Regions from separate parts of the Gossypium hirsutum genome. Here region 1 is linked to region 2. A link is a contact called in public Hi-C data. All regions are on one chromosome and are shown on one strand. The core of a region is the stretch at or near the end of the contact, and the rest is flanking DNA. Distances in the headings are between cores, read along the strand shown.

Region 1 (5,070 bases), core at 209-2,708, 100 kb before region 2:
TTTCATAGCTATTAGATACCTTTAGCTATTGGAACTCCACTTTTACACTTTACGTGATTTAGTCCTTCTTATCGAATTAAGCATTCAAACGATAAAATTTCTCAACGAAATTTTCACAAAATCATTTTATCATGCTGTAAACATTAAAATAATTATTATGTATTTGGATTTGTGGTCCCAAAACTACTGTTCCGATTTGACTAAAAACAAGTTGTTACATAAATTAATTAATTTATCACAAGTTATTAAATTCAATTAATTAATTTATAAATTTATAATGTTCAAAATTCATTTTAAAATATTTAATTAGGGAGCTTAAATTAAATTAAATTAATTAATTTAAAATATTTAATTTTACTCATTGAAAATTATTTCATTTATTAAAATATGATTAATAATTTTTTATATAAAATTTAAACATTTTATTGAAATAATATTTTAATAAATTCATTTTTATATAATAAATTATAATTGGCAAGATTGTTTATATGAAATAACTATTAATTCCTTAAAATTTTAGACAATATGCTACTATTGAGAACTAATTTAATAAAAAAAATGCATTTCATAATTATGACTATTGCTTTTATAAATTAAAAATTGTTATAAATAATTAAAATAAAAGATAAAAGATAGATTCTACTAAAAACCCCGTTGTTATAGTGGATCATTGTTATAGAGAAGAATGATTGTACAATAGTTTTAAAATAAGGTATACTACACTGCTCCTCAATCAACGATGGTTAATTGTCCTTTTTGTTCACCTAATTATTAAAATTTCGAATTAATTACCCAACTAATGGGATTTTTTTTATCCTTTTTCAATTAGTACCTCACGGGCAGTAAAATAAATTACACCTAATATCCTGTAAAAAAAGAACTTTGACAAAGAATGATTTTAGTGAAAACACCCTCAAACAAAAAAATAAACTCTCTCAACAATAAAACCCTAATCCTTTAGAATTTTCGGTGAAAACAGACTAACCATTTGATTTTGCAAAAACAAACTGTCTTAAAAAATAAACAAATAAACGATATTGTTTTCATAAAAATAAAATAAAACACAGAATACCCTACTACAAACAATAGAAAAGGATAAAAAAAATATAAATCCAGTGATTAATTTGAAACCCTTAAGTCTCACCAAATAAAAATATGAGCTCCAATCAAAAAACTTCTTTGCCATCGAATCATTCACTAATTTATGTAAACCAACACCACCAAGAGTCAATTCTCTACTTAAATCTTTCTCAACCAATCCTCGTAAGAACCACGAAAATGATAGATTTGATCAGCAATAATTATGCACACATATATCTAAATCACCTTAAAAATTTGCTACCCACGAGTCAACAGCCGCTATCTTTCAGCATTCATTGGTTATATCTCTAACCACCACTTCCTCAGTACTTTTCGCTTTAAGCCTTAAGAGCTTACCCATTTCCCACATTTTTTCGGCTTTCTTTACGATTGCTCTGTTTCTATTTAAAAAAGTCTAAATCTGATAAAGATGCATTTACAATCTTGTCCGACTTCGGCGAAACCTTTGAAGCCCTTTTTATTCTAGCAGCAGCCTTATTCTTCTTTTCTATGGAAGTTGAAAGTTGTTCCTCAATGTCTCCCACTGCTCTCACTTTCCTTCTTATAATTGAACTTTCTTTGTTGCTAATCTTGTTACTTACCTATCATCTAAAACAGCTCCCACATTCACCTCAACACCCTTTTAAGTTGTTTCAGAAAAGAGCCCTCATTAGATATAGTTACATTGTCCAACCCAATCGCCTCTATTTCACTACAATGTATCAAATTAACACTAACCTGAGATGAGCCCAAATCCTTGTTAATACAGTCAACCTCATTCTAGACTTCCTCTCTCTGGTAGGGTGAGTGTTCGATCGAATCGAGTCAAAATTTTTTTAATTTAATCGAGTTAACGAGTCTTATTTTATTATCCTAACTCAATTTAAAGTTTTTTTAATCGAATTGAGTGAAATGAAATTTGATTCGAGTTGAATCGAATCGAGTGAAATTAAAAAAAATTAAATATGTTAAATTAAAATCTTGTTACAGTAACTAATTTCATGTTAAAGTATATATATTTGAAAAAAATTTCAAAAAAAATTTCAAAAAAATAATATACTTTAGTATGATAAAATTGAATCATTAATTAACTTTATTTAGGTTCTAAAATTATTGTTTTAGAAAATTTTAAAAGTTTTAACTTTCTTCGTATATTCTTTAGAATTTTTTTAAACATTTTTTATAATTTTAAAAAAATATATAAATTTTTTAAATTTATTTTGATTTTCTTTTTGTAATTTTTGTTAAGAGAGATCAATTTGCTCATTTTCAAAACTGATAAGGAGTAAAGGGATATTTATATCAATATATTATTCGAATTATTTGAATTATTCAAATTATAAAATTCAATTCGACTTGAACTCGAAACTTAAATTACTTACTCGAGTTAACTCGAATGACTTGAATAACTCATTTTATTTAATTAGAAATTAGAATATTTTTCGAATCGAATCGTATTTTGTCCACCTTACTCTCTAGCTTTTAAATTCAATAAATTTGTAACTGATAATGCCTCCATGTGTCATCTCCTCCAAGCTAAGCATGCCGCCCATACCCAACAAATCCAACCTATTGCAACCAGTATTCTCAATTTCCCATAACCTTCCATTAATGACATCCACCATCTCTCTGTTGTCACTACTGGGATTTCCTTATGACTTCTCCCATACCAAAATCTGTCTCCACCGCCATGTCGTCACTAGCAGATTCATTAGGTACTCTGACAGTAATCCCTTTTTTTATCATGACCAAACAAGGCCAATCTCCAGTTACCATTTGTTGATGGCTCGTTCTTGGTTAGACTTACTTGTCAAGCATCTGCCATGTCATTGTCCCCTTCATTCCATTGCGACAACTCATCTTCTTGACCAACTTATTCCATTACTGACTTCTCTATTCTTCCATAGAACTGTCTTCACTCTTTTCACAATTCAGAATCCTCTAACAAAGGATCAATGCTATTATAACATTAACCATATGGTGTAATTTAACCTTTAAAATATATTATTTCATTATATAATACTTTCACATTCTGTAATAGTAGAACATAATATATTAATTATATTGTATATTATCGTTTATTATTATACTAATTGAAATATGTGATAAGTCACTATACTCTTTATATATTAAAAATTAAAAATTTTATTATATTATACAATATTATATCATATCATATATAATATACATTAATATTTTATTTATAAGCATTAAGATTGGGTTAGGTAATGAATTGATTTGTCGATTAGATTTTAAATTTCAAAAATATTTAAACCAAATTTACATTTAGATATAATATATATTTAAACCCAAAACTAAAACTAATATCAACCAAATCCAAACTAAATTTAAACTTTATTCGAAATTCAACTTAAATAAAAATAAACTCATTCCAAATATAAATTAATATAAAGATAATAATAATATCAATGAAATTTTAATATTAATAAAATACTAAACATTAATAAATAAAAAATTAATACTAAAACCTAAATTCTCAAATAGTTAAAATTAAATTTATTAGTAATATTATTAGTATCGCATAGTATATCATGTTTAATCATTTGTAATAAGTCACATTATTAAATTAATATGTTATGTTACTGCATATTTTATATTATTATTAAATTTAAAGTGTATATATTTATTATAATCATATAATTTAAAATATTTTATATTCAATTAATACTTTTAAAAACTTATGTCACTTTATAATTAACGTAAAAACTTATTATTAATTATTTTTGTTATTAATAAAATTGTAATATAAATATGTAATTGTTATAAACACATTTTCATAAAATAAATAATTATATGATTTTGTGAGCTCTAAAGATAAATAAAATAAGACAAAAAAGAGTATAAAATTTTGATTAATATCATAATTAAAAACCTAATTCATACAAGTTTTTCAGCTGTGTATACCGAAGGTAAAATGCCCATTTTGAAGGATTTTTCTTAAATAGAGAAAGGCCCAAAAGATAGATTGATGGTGTAGTGGACGTGGGAATCAGATCTGTCTTGATTGCAGCCCATGCATTTAAAGTTAGTAGCAAACTAGGGAATCCCAAACCCCAAAACTAAGGGAATATCTGTATATGTAAATAATAGTTTAAAATTAATAATCAAGCAAATAGCCTTTTTCTTTAAAAAAATAAACGAAATTTAATTAAGAATGGTTTTCTTATATATATAACTAGTTAATTATGTTTGATATTAAATATATTTTTAATTAATTATTTTAATTTAACAATAATAATTGATTGTATTAAGTTTTTGGAAAAACATATTTAATTTTGTATAGTAATTTTAAAATATTTTAAACCTATTTTTTAATTATTAAAATTATATTTAATGTATTACTAATTTTGAAAAATATTTTGGAATTATGTTTTGGGAACAAAAACTTATATAAAACAATTTTTAATCTAATTTTGAAAAAAAAATATTAAAAGTGACGATGTAAAATAAAAATATTTTAAATTTATTTTTATAGAAAATATTAATATAAAAATGATTAAATTTTTGTTTTAAAATAATTTAAAAAATAAAAATGTTTTTAATTAGACTGTAAAGTAATTTATCGTGGGTCCTATCTAATTTTTAAATTTAAAAATGATAATGTGTGAAAATATTAAAAAGACTTAATACATAATTTTGTACTTAAGTTTGACACTTTTTTCTAATGTGATGCTTACATTATTTTTTGGTCCAATGGAATAGTTATATTTGCAAAAGTTATACGTTTTGGTAACTGAAGCTAACAGTATTAACTTTCTTGTATTTAATTCAAATTTTAGAGTTGATTTGATGAAAAATCATAATTAGCTAGTAATATTATCAATTAACTTTTATCAAATCGATCCTAAAACCCGAATTAAAACACTTCCATTGAATTGTATTTGACAAATTAGACAAATTCACAATGCTAAGTTAATGTCGAGTATGTCTCATATTTCAGTCAAATTTGAGAGATAATCTTCCAGTTAA
Region 2 (4,892 bases), core at 1,542-4,041:
AATGTCGACTTCTTAGCTTAGCTTCTCTTTAAAATGATAAATATATATTTAATAAAATCCTAAAATGATAAAATTATGAATAATAGTTAAAAAAGAATTTTTAAATAATTAAATACAAAAGCAACGAAATAATCTCTATAATTATTGCTTGGTACACAAATTTTGCTCATCTTGGAGCCGCATGTAAACAAGATTAAATGCCAATTGCATATATTAACTCGAAATTCTAGTATCATTATGACATGCTAAAAATTAGCACAAAGCATAACAATCATATTCCAATTTTAGTAGAATAATGTATGACCACGTTATTTATGATATGTATGTACACAATTAATGAAGGTGTCTAAGCCAGCCCCTTGTTGGACCCATTTGTCTAAGGAGGACCCAACCCACTAATTCAAAACCCAAATCCGAATACACACAGCAAAACAAATGCTAATTGATCTATAAGCTAGATGAATGAGTTTGAATTTCTAGAAGCTTACAATACCTTATAGGGACTTACTCTTGAATCCCCAAACATTGCACCAGAAAGAACAGAATCTCAAAAGTTCAACAAAAAGCATATGAAGAATCCATATCTTACTTCATATTCTTAGTTTCCAATTTTACATTTCCTATTACCCTAAACCATCTTCGACAGTGCAGGTCCAGAATATGAAACACAGATCTTCAGCATTTGTGTTTTCTTTTGACTATCCACTACAGAATTACTGATACACCATCGAACACACTGATTTAATCTTGACCAACAAAACAAGGACAAAATAAAATTAAAAAAGAAACCAATCAGCCAAAATCATTGATAGAATACCACAGGAGGGAACCTGAATTTGTCCGAAATGAATGGTATTGCCCGTGGATTCTTCACCAGATCATGATAAAATGCATATTCCGCCTCATAATCATGTAACCGGAGCTCAGCCTTCTGGTTAGTATGATAATGGTGCTTCGCCAAAGTCGATTTGCCAAAGCCAAATATACTAACTTTGTCACAAATTCCCAAGGCTAACATAACAGCTTGCATACCAGAGGAATAGTGGAACATGGAACCATCATGAGTAGACCCCCATTCACTCAATGCCTTCCCTGTATCCTCCACAAACCGTTTCGCTGAATAGTACTTCACAATCCTAGAACACAACATATCAAAACGCGGATCTGTAATCAACAAAGGTGCCTTGTGAGACGAATTGCATACCAAATAGTCCATGAAATGAACCGGTTGGCAGATATACATAACCATAGGAACATTCCCTCCATAAGGGTGACAAAAACATCCATCCCTCCTAGCACAAAGATGCAGTATATTGCTATTTACAAACGAAATGCTGGTTTTCGACCCCACATTCTTTTCGAACCTCTCAGTCCTAGCATTGTTCAATCTAATCACGGCCTCATGACCATCAATGAACTTCCCGTGATCAGTATTCAGTAAAATCCCACTATTCCCCACAACAGCACAAGATTTATACTTGTTATCCGAACTCATTAAACCATTGTGGCTATCAATAGGAACCTTTACTAGTGTAACTAAATCCATCATAATATCAGGTTGGAACATTCTTTTTCTAGCCCAATTCTGTAAGTTCCTCCTAAAATCTAACCAATACCGATAAAATTTAGGGGACCTGAGCATTACCGGCATCCCATTAGAATTCCTAGCTTTGACATCATGATGATTGAACCTCCTCCATGTTGCAAAAGTCCTATACCTTCCTTGACTCGCAAAGTTCCCTTCCAGCAGCTGCTCTATTTCAAGCTTGGATTTTGCTTCACCTGTATCAACCGCTGCAAACTTGAGCAAAGTTGAGTTAAAATTTTGGATTGGTGGGGGTTGGATTAGGACGCTGGACCTGGTGGTCTCCAATTCAGCTGAAACAGCAAATCCACCACCGCTGCCCCCGCGGATGGCAATCCGACAGCTTAATGTTGCAGCTAATGCAACAAGCATTAAAATGCTTATCAAAGGTCTAAACGACCTCTTCATGGGAGCAATACAATTGCTTGAACCGTAAAATTGGGTTTGCTAGATATGGCCAAAAGGGTTAAAAAATACGGATCTTGAATTTATATGTATTAGGTTCAGATCCATCTCTCAGGTTCAGTAGATTTTGACATCCACAAAGATGGGTGCCTAATCATAAATAGAAACAATCTGGGATTTGTAAGAGATAAAAAATGGAGGGGGGTGGGGGGAAGAAGATCAAATGTATTTCACCCAAGGACAAATATTTTTCCTATTTTGAGGAAAACCCGGAAAAGAAAGAGACAAAGATGAAATCTTGGAGGGAGAAATACGGCAAGAAAGAGTAGCATGAAATTGCAGGTGAAAGTTAATGATAGGAATGGTATTGTTTGATTAGTCAAAAATGTTAAGGTTTATTGTTTAACATGATCTTAAGAACAAGAATTAAGCACTGAACCAACCAAATGCCTAAAACTAAAAGCAGACACTGCAAAAAAGATAAAGAAAAAGAAAAAGGGGGGAAATCGAAAGGAACCTGCAATGCAAACCCTAAAAGAAAGGGTTGTGGATGAGGAAAAAGCAAAAGGAGTGGAGTGAGGAACAGTCTTCTATTCCTCTTCTTCTTTGCCCCTTTAAAATCCATGTGGTTTTGGGTACATATTTAAATGCAGGTGATTTGCAGCATCATTGCCATTGGTAGCGCGAGGTAATGTTAGAAATTATTACTATTAGTACGGAGGTAACTCATCTGACGGGGTTCCATCCCTTCTATTCGAATTCATTATCAATCATTTATCGCATTGAGAAGATGGTCACTTTGGTTTTAAACAAAAAAAAAATTATAGTAGACTTTTTAAAAAAAAATGAATTTCTTTTAAGATAAATTCTTAAAATGAGTATCAAAATGTTCTTCACCCTTAAATCAAAAACTACATATTTACGATGTAATCTATCTACTAAAATAAAAATCACAAAATTCGACGTTTTCCTTTTTCTTTTGTTTGTTATGTATGTTGTTGTTACAAGTCTTACAACTTAGAATCCAATTTCAATTATTTCTTAATATGACAATTGATTAATAGTATTATGAATTAACTGGAATTAGGCTCTAGGTTGTAAGATTATTTTTTTTTACCCTTTTTTTTTAATTGTAACAAAATGAATACAAATTATGGATGGTCCTTTTTTCTTTCTTTGTTGTGGTTGGGAATGAGTTTGAGTGTATTGGTGGGTAGGTAGTAAGTGAGCTTTGTGTGGTTGATTGAAAGGGGTTAAATTTTGGATCATTAAGGCATGGGAATGGAACAACTTCATCTGTTTAATTTTTTATACTTCCTTAATGTTAAGAATTATTTACCCAAATTTTTTGGTTTGGTCTCTCTTTTTTTTAATTATTATTAAAGATGTTGATCAATTTTATCAGAAAAAAAAAAGTAATAGATTATTGGAATGCTATATTTAATATAAATTTGTGAATTAAGATTTTTTTTGTATAATTTTCTTTTTTTTCTTTTTTCTCATTTACCACTCCAATTTTGTTTCTAATCTATTTAGATGCTTGAATCCACTCTAACTACCGTTTCTTAAAATATGATATCTTGATTTTTATCAAAAACAAATTATGATGTATTGATGATGCCATAAACATATCAATAATTTAAAATATACAAAATATAAATTATTCAACACTACACAATGTATATAAGCGGAATGTTAATTTACTTCTACTTGTTTGAAATTCTTTTATTGAAAAATGAATAAAAATATGAAAGGATAAAAGTTTTAAATTTTATTTAATAATAAATATAGGTACATTGGTAGTAAATTTTTATTTTTATATTATTGAAAATGTTTTTTAATTTTTAATTTTTTTATTAAAAGATATTGTAAAAGTATGAAAAAATGAAAATAATATTATAATAATATTAAATACAATTTTAAAAAATAGATTATTCTATAATTTCATAGTTAAATTAGTGATTCGGTTAAAGATAACATCAAACTTAGAAAAACACTTAATTATAAATATTAGATATTAAATTTTTATTTGACTTTAAATATGACTGTAATATGATAAATTAACATAAACACTGCAAAAAGTTAAAAAAAAAGTATACAATTATTATCTTATAAAAGAAGTTTTTCCTTTTATAATAATACAGTATTAGGTTTTGGTTTGAAAGATGAGTCTGTGAATGTGATGCAATGAAGCTACCTAATTAGATTGATTTTAAAAGTGTTAAAAAAAGAAAAAAAAAAAAAGAGTTTGTATGTGATATAGTAAAATTACACATGATGAAAAGAATGTTGAACTTCTTAAAAAATTGATAAAAACAAATATAAATAATCAATTTTATTAACTCACAATATATTAAATTATATAAAACCTTAAAATTATATATTACTCCACTTGTTTAAACCATTTTAATCCTTAGATAAAAAGGCAAAAAGATCAATCAATTTTTATTGGACCCAACTGTTTTGGATAATGAAGGATTATCTAATTAGTAATGATCATTCAAGAGTTGTAAACATGTATTTTGTTTATATGTCTTGTCAATGATTAATCAAATCCCTCAACAACCTCATAAACTTAAAAAGCCCTCATAATTAATGAAAAAAAATAAATGAGTTGCATAATTTATTTTTGATAATCCAAAATAAATAAAAATTAATTTTTTATAAGAAAAAGTATGAAAATTAATTTGATAAAAGTTACTTATGATTTAATGGAGAATATTTTCAATTAGTTATATTTTATTTTATTTTTTTTACATTATTTTATCCTATAAAAACTTTATAATTTGATTTTATTTAAAATAAGTTGAAATTGGAATGTTTAAAATTAAAGATAAAAAGGTAAATGTCTACCTTTGTGGCACATTTTAGGTTTTTCTATTGATTTGTTCCATTTGCTCTG

Evidence for each region. Hi-C and Micro-C count contacts between places; a contact is called where the count stands out from the background.
Region 1: a Hi-C map of fibers shows a contact between it and region 2, with 1.8 times the contacts expected there. The contact joins the enhancer-like site here to the promoter of LOC107953273 in region 2. A contact is called at or near these places in 4 of 34 Hi-C or Micro-C datasets (fibers, leaf and petal).

What each region holds. Positions count from the first base shown.
Region 1 is chrA07:20,369,844-20,374,913 of Gossypium_hirsutum_v2.1, reverse strand. No RefSeq gene overlaps it. Among protein-coding and RNA genes, the nearest start is that of LOC121204000, 61 kb to the left of the region's middle. Within about 2 kb of position 1,458, at least 2 of the 9 cell types and tissues checked have an H3K27ac peak or open chromatin away from gene starts, as enhancers often do. A contact at or near this core is called in fibers, where this site is marked.
Region 2 is chrA07:20,266,726-20,271,617 of Gossypium_hirsutum_v2.1, reverse strand. It overlaps LOC107953273 (beta-1,6-galactosyltransferase GALT29A), which reads right to left and starts at 2,791. Exons shown (of 1, transcript XM_041117726.1): 1 at 443-2,791. The coding sequence starts at 1,993. The coding sequence ends at 803.